Linked DNA regions of Sus scrofa: region 1 is linked to region 2. A link is a contact called in public HiChIP or PLAC-seq data. All regions are on one chromosome and are shown on one strand. The core of a region is the stretch at or near the end of the contact, and the rest is flanking DNA. Distances in the headings are between cores, read along the strand shown. Region 1 holds the start of MZF1 (myeloid zinc finger 1). Region 2 holds the start of ZNF584 (zinc finger protein 584).

Region 1 (4,013 bases), core at 1,482-3,981, 130 kb before region 2:
CAGCAGCTTGGGTTGCTGCTGTAACACAGGTGTGATCCCTGGCCTGAGATCTTCTACATGCTGCAAACACAGCCCCCCCCAAAAAAAAGTTCCCATCGTGGCACAGCGGGAAACAAATCCAACTAGGAACTATGAGGTTGAGGGTTTGATCCCAGGCCTTGCTCAGTGGGTTAAGGATCCAGCATTGCCATGAGCTGTGGTGTAGCTCGCAGACGCGACTCAGATCCTGCATTGCTGTGGAGTGGGCCAATGGCTGTAGCTCTGATTTGACCCCTAGCCTGGGAACCTCCATATGCTGCAGGTACGGCCCTAAAAAGGAAAAAAAAAAAAAAAAAAGAGGTAACCTGACCAAAACAGCCTCTTCACTTATATTTTATTGTGCATTGTGTCACACCTTGAAGGCAGGACTTGTACCTGCTGAGCACTCTGTTGGGTCCCTAGGCCCAGGAAGAGAGCCTGGCACTTTGGAGACATCCAGTAGTCATTTGCCAACTAAGTCACTAAATCAAAAATAGTGGAGGAGTTCCTGTCGTGGCTCAGTTGTTGATGAATCCAACTAGGAACCATGAGGTTGCGGGTTCGATCCCTGGCCTTGCTCAGGGTTAAGGATCTGGCGTTGCCGTGTGCTATAGCTCTGGCGTAGGCCGGCGGCTACAGCTCGAGTAGACCCCTAGCCTGGGAACCTTCATATGCCACGGGTGTGGCCCGAGAAGAAGGCAAAAAGACAAAAAAAAAAAATAGTGGTGGGAAGCAGGCTTCTCACTTTGTCCCTTCTGCACTGCAAATCATGTGAAAGTAGTATTTGATAAAAACAGTGAAAATTTCTTGAAGGAATGTGGGTGAAAAACAGGGACAAATGCCTCACAAATCTGTATTTGGGGAATGGATACGGTACCGGGGAGTACCTTCAGGGAAACAGGCTGCGCCTTGCTTAAAGTCTAAGCAGGTCTAGAAAAGGCTTCCTGCCCCGAGTGGGGGCCCTGAATTCCAAACCGCTCAGGCTCCCATTCCGCCGTCTCCACATTCATGCCTTCGCTTGCTCACCCATGATTTTCTAATTTTCCAATTTTCTTTTTTTTTTTTTTTTTTTTTCCCTTGCTTGCTTTTTAGGGCTGCAGCATCTGTGGCATATGGAGATTCCCAGGCTAGGGGTCAAAACAGAGCTACAACTGCCGGCCTACATCACAGCCACAGCCACGCCAGATCTGAGCCGCGACTGCGACCCACACCACAGGTCACGGCAACGCCGGGTCCTTAAGCCGCTGAGCGAGGCCGGGATCGAACCCGCAGCCTCATGGATCGTAGTCGGGTAGGTTGACCGCTGAGCCACGAAGGGAACTCCTTTTCTTTCTTTCTTGGACGCACCCGTGGCATATGGAGTTCCCGGGCCAGGAATCGAATCCAAGCCGTGGCTGCGGCAACCCGCTGCACCACAGCAGGAACTCCCCACAAACTTCAGTTACATTCACTCGATCCTTCATCCTCTCCCTCCTACTCTATATAAAGTCCCCAAGCCCGCCTCCAGGGGAGGCGTGAGACTACATTTCCCAGAAGGCCGCGGGGCCGCCGAAGGCTCCGATTGGCCGGCCCGAGGTCTCCGTTCCCTTCCCCCCACCGGAACCGAGAGTACCTGCGCCTAAGCCCCTTGGCCGGAGCCCCCGGGTCCCCCGCGGCCGACCGCCCTCATCTCCGGACCACGACGCGGGCCGGCTGCCTCAACTAGGCCGGCGGGGCTGCGGCCCCAACCCATCTCCTGCCCCAGGCACCGCTTCCCGGTGGCCGCCGATCCCAGCCTCCATCTTATCGGCGGAAGCGGAGGTTGCCAGGCGACGGCCGGGATTGGAGGGGGCCGCTTGGGGCCCGCCCGACGGCGCTCCGGCGCTGCGCGGTCCCCCGGGCCCGCCGGGATATGGGAACGTAGTTCGGCGACGAGGTGGCCGAGCGCGGGGTCCAGGCTGGGGCGCCAGAGGCCACCTCTGCCCAAGGCTGGCTTTCTCGCCCATTAAGACCTCTCCTGTCTTTCCCCGAGTTCTACTTTCAGTCTCTCTCTCTCTCCATCGTCCTCCCTAATCTCCCTCCCTTCCCGGCGGTGTCTCACTGTTTCCTCATTCCGGGGAACTGTGCCCTTTCAGACTGTCAAAACATAATTTCGAAAGAGCAAAAAACATACGCGTCAAAGACTTATCTACCTCGGTGGGAACTAGCAAGGTGACACAGGTGGTTCTGGGAATATGAGAGAGAAGGAACAGCAGAGGGGGTGAAAGAAGAAAGAAGGAATAATGAAATAAAAGTGTGGGAGCTCCCTTCGTGGCTCAGCGGTTAACGAACCCGACTAGGACCCATGAGGATGCGGGTTCGATCCCTGGCCTTGCTCAGCGGGTTAAAGATCCCGCGTTGCCGTGAGCTGTGGTGTAGGCCAGCGGCTGAAGCTCTGATTCCACCCCTAGCCTGGGAACCTCCATGTTGCCGCGGGTGCGGCTCTAAAAAGCAAAGAAAGAAAATAGCAAAGTGGGATTAGTAGCGCTTCACAAGGCAGTGGAGAGGCCCAGCACTTAGTATCCTGCTTAGTGTCCTACAGTGTGATAAAAACAAAAAACTTGGGGTACCCTTTTCTACTGAACAGAAAGCACTACAGTCTATCAACCTTCTACAAGTTAGCATCTAACTTCACAGTATCTGGACTCTGATCAAAAGCAGTGAAGTGAGAAGTCGTTGCTCTGGTTAGGAAATCAGATGACCTGAAGGAGACTTGGCAGAGATGGTGCGAAGGCTTCCAGACATCTTTCTTGTCTTATTGTCAAGTTTTGTGTAAGTTTTCTTCACAAGCGTCCCTCCCGCTCCGTCTCTCTTCTTGCTGTCACCTTTCCCCGAGTCTTTGAAACTCTCGATCTATTTTACTGTACCTCTAATTTCTGTCCCTTTCTCGCCTCTTGCTTCTGTACTCCTGATCTCTATCCCTTGAAACTCGATCTGCACGTCTTGTCGCCGTAAACGAATTCTCCCTCTCCTGTCTCTCCTTTCCTCTCCATCCCGCCCCGATCTCTCTCCCTCTTGTTAACGGTCCTGACACAAGTCTACCCAGCCCTGCCTCCCTGTCTTCTTATCGCACAGTTTAGGACTCTGAGAGCAGAAATCTTCGTTCTTTCTGTCCTGCCCGTGTCTCTGTCCCGGGGGCTGTTCACTTACTTTCACTGTCTCTAGTCACAGCCTGCCCCGCCCCCGCTCCTCAGTGTCTGTCTGTCAGTCCTCGCAGTCTCTCTCGCTCGGCATCACCTCCTCCCATCTCTCCCATCCTCCTGCAGACGCCTGCGGGTACCCATGGTTGCACTGGAAAGCGCCGGCACCACCCGCGCGGTTACCATGGAGACGCCCGGGCCGCCTACGGTCCGCTGGCACAAAAGAGCATCTTCGCGTTGCGCGCACGCGCGCAGAGGGCCGGCCGCCACGCCTCCCAGAAACGGCTGGGCTAAGCCCCTCTCCCGGGCGAAAGCGCGAGAGGCTCGCTTGCGGTCCTGTGGGCGACGGCACGGGTGGCCCAGTCTCTGCAGGGGGTTGCCATGGAGAAAGGGGCTGACGGAATCCAAGCGAGGGCCGTGATTGGTTCAGGGTCCTGCTAATCCCTAGGAGCCGCGTAGAGAATGGAGGAAGACGTTGTGGAGGGCATGCGCTGTTGGGCAGGCGGTGCTGCCTCCTGTTGCCCCCTGGGAAGCTTGCGCGCGTCGACGGGCCCCTGACGCTTGGATGTGAGGCTGGGAGCGCAGGAAGGCGCGGCCCGGAGTGTGATCCGATCGTGGCGAACGACGCTGCCCCGGGGGACAGCGGGAGGAGGGCGGAAACTGAGACGAGCTTGCGGGAAGGGCGAGGCGGCGCCCGGGCTGGTGCGTGGAGCATTCTGGGAGACAAAGTCCGTCGGGGCGGGGGAAGTCGGGAGCGCGCATGCTCAGGAGCACGGAGCGGCCCGCTGAGTGCGGAGGTGAGGGCGGGCGCCCCTCGATCGGGAAGGTGCGGGCAGG
Region 2 (3,823 bases), core at 917-3,416:
ATCCGGCGTTGCCGTGAGCTGTGAGGAAGGTCGCAGACGCGGCTCGGATCTGGTGTGGCTGTGGCTATGGGGCAGGCTGGCAGCTGCAGCTCCGATTTGACCCCTAGCCTCGGAACTTCCATATGTCACAGGCATGGCCCTGAAAAGACACACACGCACACACGACACGTGCAAATTATGAAAACACGCCCTTCACACAACACCACCAAGGGGTGGGCCGACCACCTAAGCCACCCGTCGCGCTAAACACCTGGACCCACCCCTCACCCCATTAAAGAAACCACTTGGTCCCACCCTCAAAGCGTGAGCGAGGAAACCTGTTAATTGCTTTCGCTCCCTTACGCTGCAACGTGAGTGCCAAGAAAACCTGGTCTGAATTTCTTATCCAGTCTCTTATCAATTTCTACCGACTAAGTAAGCCAAGAACCCTGGTGGGTAACCCTTCGCACAGACTGTCCCTTCACCTGTCACAGCCTTCCTCACCTCTCCAGTGCTCGTTCAGAGTCTGCCCCCGCCGGGTGCCGAGCCAGGTGAAGAGATTTTGGTGGGGGCACCTCCCACTCACCTGCGCCTCCTCGGCCATCGGAAACTGGCGGCAGACGCAGCTGAGATCCGTACCAGCAGGAGCCCAAAGCCGACAAGGAAAACACTCCCAAAGCCTAGGAGCTAAGTCAAGAGGTTCTCAGGGTGGCACAGCCAGTCTCAGAAAGAGGGGTTTATGTCCCGGGTCAGGGAGCGAGCAAAGGTGCTGAGAGGGTCGCTGCGCTTCCCTCCGCCGGGTTGGTCTCTGGTGCCAACGCTGCCCTCAAAACGCTCGCACCGACAGCCAGCGGGGGCCAAACCGGAACCGCAGGGCAACGCCGGAAGTCCCACCCGCGGTGCCCCTTAGACTCCCGCAACGCAGAGCTCTCGTCACCTCTGACCCCGTGCGGGCGCTCAAAGACTACACTTCCCATGAGCGCAGAGGAACGGACATAGCCAATGATAGCCCAGGGGAGGGGCCCCGCATCAGCTTGGCGGGAACTTCCGGTGTCGAATTTCGACGGCTCCCTGCCCTCACACCAGGCGGAGGAATAGAGCGTCTACGTGAGGGGTGGCCTCCGGGAGGCTCCCCGAGCTCGCGGAAAGCGGCGCGGGCAGGGCTTGGGAGTTGGGGAGTCCCGCCACGTCCTGTAGGCGCGGGGACCGTGGCGAGTGTCTGGTCTCCCTTAGCTGCCGTGGCCCCAAAGGTAGAAAGGTGCAATGACATTCACTGATTTCAAGTGCAAAATTCGATGAGGTTGGAAAAATATTTATTATTTATGCCATTTATTAATATTATGTATGGCATTTATTAGATTCGAGTTACTTTTTGGGGTCATCTCCTTAGCCCAATACAGCTTTATCCCACCCACCTCCATTGTGCTGTTACTGGCAAGTATATTTGTTATTGGCTGAACAGTACAATTGTAAGTACATGTACTTTTAAAGTAAGAAATATGGGAGTTCCTGTTCTGGTTCAGCAGGTTACGAAGCCAACTAGTATCCATAAGGATGCAGGATCCATCTTTGGCCTTGCTCAATGGGTTGGGGATCTGGCCTTGCCATGAGCTGTAGTGTAGGCTGCAGACTCTGCTAGGATCTCAGGTTGCAGTGGCCGCTGTTGCTGTGGTGTATGCTGTAGCTCCAATTTGACCCCTAGCCTGGGAACTTTGATGCCACGGGTGCGACCCTAAAGAGCAAAAAAAAAAGGGCGGGGGGTGGAGTTCCCAGGTTAAAGGTCAGGCATTTTCACTGCAGCAGCTATGATCGCTGGGAACCTAGGTTGTACTGGGACCTTCCACAAGCCAAGGATGGGACAGGGTGGGGAAGAGAGCAGAAACCTCCAAGTCACCAAGACACAAGCCTGAGTTGGCACCTGTGCACTATTTAACAAGCATACATTCTGTTTATCAGGTGTCTATCTGCTGATGATAAATGTAATCCGTGTTCAATGCCAGCCTTTTTTTCACAGCAATACCCTAATTATCTGCAATAGTGCCCTATTTATTGTTAGACACTTTCCCCTTAAAACAGTGTGGTTCCTAAGTACATTTTATGTACCTTCTTGGAGCTGTTTCTGGAGAGTTGTGGGTTTGTTTTTGTCTTTCTAGGGCCGCACCCCCGGCAATATGGAGGTTCCCAGGCTAAGGGTCTAATCAGAGCTGTAGCTGCCGGCCAGTGCCAGAGCCACAGCAACACCAGACCCGAGCCGCCTCTGCGACCTACACCACAGCTCACAGCAACGCCGGATCCTTAACCCACTGAGCAAGGCCAGGGATTGAACCCACAACCTCATGGTTCCTAGTTGGATTCGTTAACCACTGTGACACGACAGGAGCTCCAAAAATCCTTTATGAGACTTGCGTTTTGCAGATAATTTCTCCTAGACTACGACTTGTCATTTCATACTGTTTCTTGTTGTCTTTCACAGAGCAGAATTTCTATTTAGAGAAGTCCAACTGTACATCTTTCTTCATGGATCATGCTTTTTGTGTTGTATCGAAAAGTTGCCTCAGAGTTCCTGTCGTGGCGCAGTGGTGAACGAATCTGACTAGGAACCATGAGGTTGCGGGTTCGGTCCCTGCCCTTGCTCAGTGGGTTAAGGATCTGGCATTGCCATGAGCTGTGGTGTAGGTCACAGATGCGGCTCGGATCTGGCGTTGCTATGACTGTGGCGTAGGCGGGCGGCTACAGCTGCGATTCGACCCCTAGCCTGGGAACCTCCATATGCCGTGAGAGTGGCCCAAGAAATGGCAAAAAGACAAAAAAAGAAAAAGAAAAAAAAAAGAAAAGTTGCCTCAATGCCAAACTCAAAAGTCACCTAGAGGGAATTCCTGTTGTAGTTCAGTGGGTTACGAACCCGACTAGTATCCATGAGAATGTGGATTCAATCCCTGGCCTCGCTCAATGGGTTAAGGATCTGGCACTGGCATGAGCTGTGGTGTAGGTCGCAGACATGGCTCAGATCTGGCATTGCTGTGGCTGGGGCCTAGGCGGGCGGCTACAGCTCCAATTCGACCCCTACCCAGAGAACTTCCATATGCCACAGGGCACCCCTAAAAAGAAAAAAGACTTTCCAACACTGGTGGCAATCTTATGGCCTTCCTTCCACATGAACCTTCTGGTGCCAAATGAGATAAGAGTTTCTGCTATAGACCGTCCCACAGTCAGAGCATCCGTAAGGCCTTACTCCAGTGTGAGCTCGCTGGTGCCAAGTAAGGCTGCAGTTTTGGCTAAAGAATGCACCACATTCTTTGCCCTCAGAAAGCCTTTCCCCAGTATGAATTCTCTGGTGCTGAGCAAGTGTGAATTTGTGGCTAAATGTTTTCTCGCATTGGAAGCACTTGAAACATTTTGTTTCACTGTGTACTTTCTTTCCTTTTTTGTGTGTGTGTTTTGTCTTTTGAGGGCCTCACGGCCTATGGAGGTGCCCAGGCTACAGGGTCGAATCGGAGCTGTAGCCGCTGGCCTACACCACAGCCACAGCAACACGGGATCCGAGCCGCCTCTGCGACCTACACCCCAGCTCACAGCAACGCCGGATCCTCAACCCACGGAGCAAGGCCAGGGATCGAAGCTGCCGCCTCATGGTTCCTGGTGGGATTCGTGAACCCCTGAGCCACGGTGTACTTGCTGCTGCGTGGTCCATGTGGTGATGGCGGAAGCCATTCCCGCACTCCTTACACTGGAGGGATGTTTCTCCAGGGGGCAGTTTTCTCTGAGTAATGAGAGTTGATTTCTTGCAGAAGGCACTGCCACCTGGTGGATACCTATGGGATCTCAGGCAGCTGAAGAGGCAGAG

The links. HiChIP or PLAC-seq counts read pairs in DNA pulled down with a chosen protein or histone mark.
Region 1: an H3K27ac HiChIP or PLAC-seq map of alveolar macrophages shows a contact between it and region 2. The contact joins the promoter of MZF1 here to the promoter of ZNF584 in region 2. A contact is called at or near these places in 11 of 47 Hi-C or Micro-C datasets (alveolar macrophages, blood, embryonic fibroblasts and 6 more) and 2 of 2 datasets of contacts at active chromatin or transcription factors (alveolar macrophages and skeletal muscle).

The regions. Positions count from the first base shown.
Region 1 is chr6:63,122,743-63,126,755 of Sscrofa11.1, reverse strand. It overlaps MZF1 (myeloid zinc finger 1), which reads left to right and starts at 2,731. Exons shown (of 6, transcript XM_021097358.1): 1 at 2,731-2,808. LOC110261337 (tigger transposable element-derived protein 1-like) reads right to left here and starts at 2,822. Exons shown (of 3, transcript XR_002345404.1): 1 at 2,739-2,822.
Region 2 is chr6:62,989,557-62,993,379 of Sscrofa11.1, reverse strand. ZNF584 (zinc finger protein 584) reads right to left here and starts at 2,166. Exons shown (of 3, transcript XM_021097413.1): 1 at 566-2,166. The coding sequence starts at 583.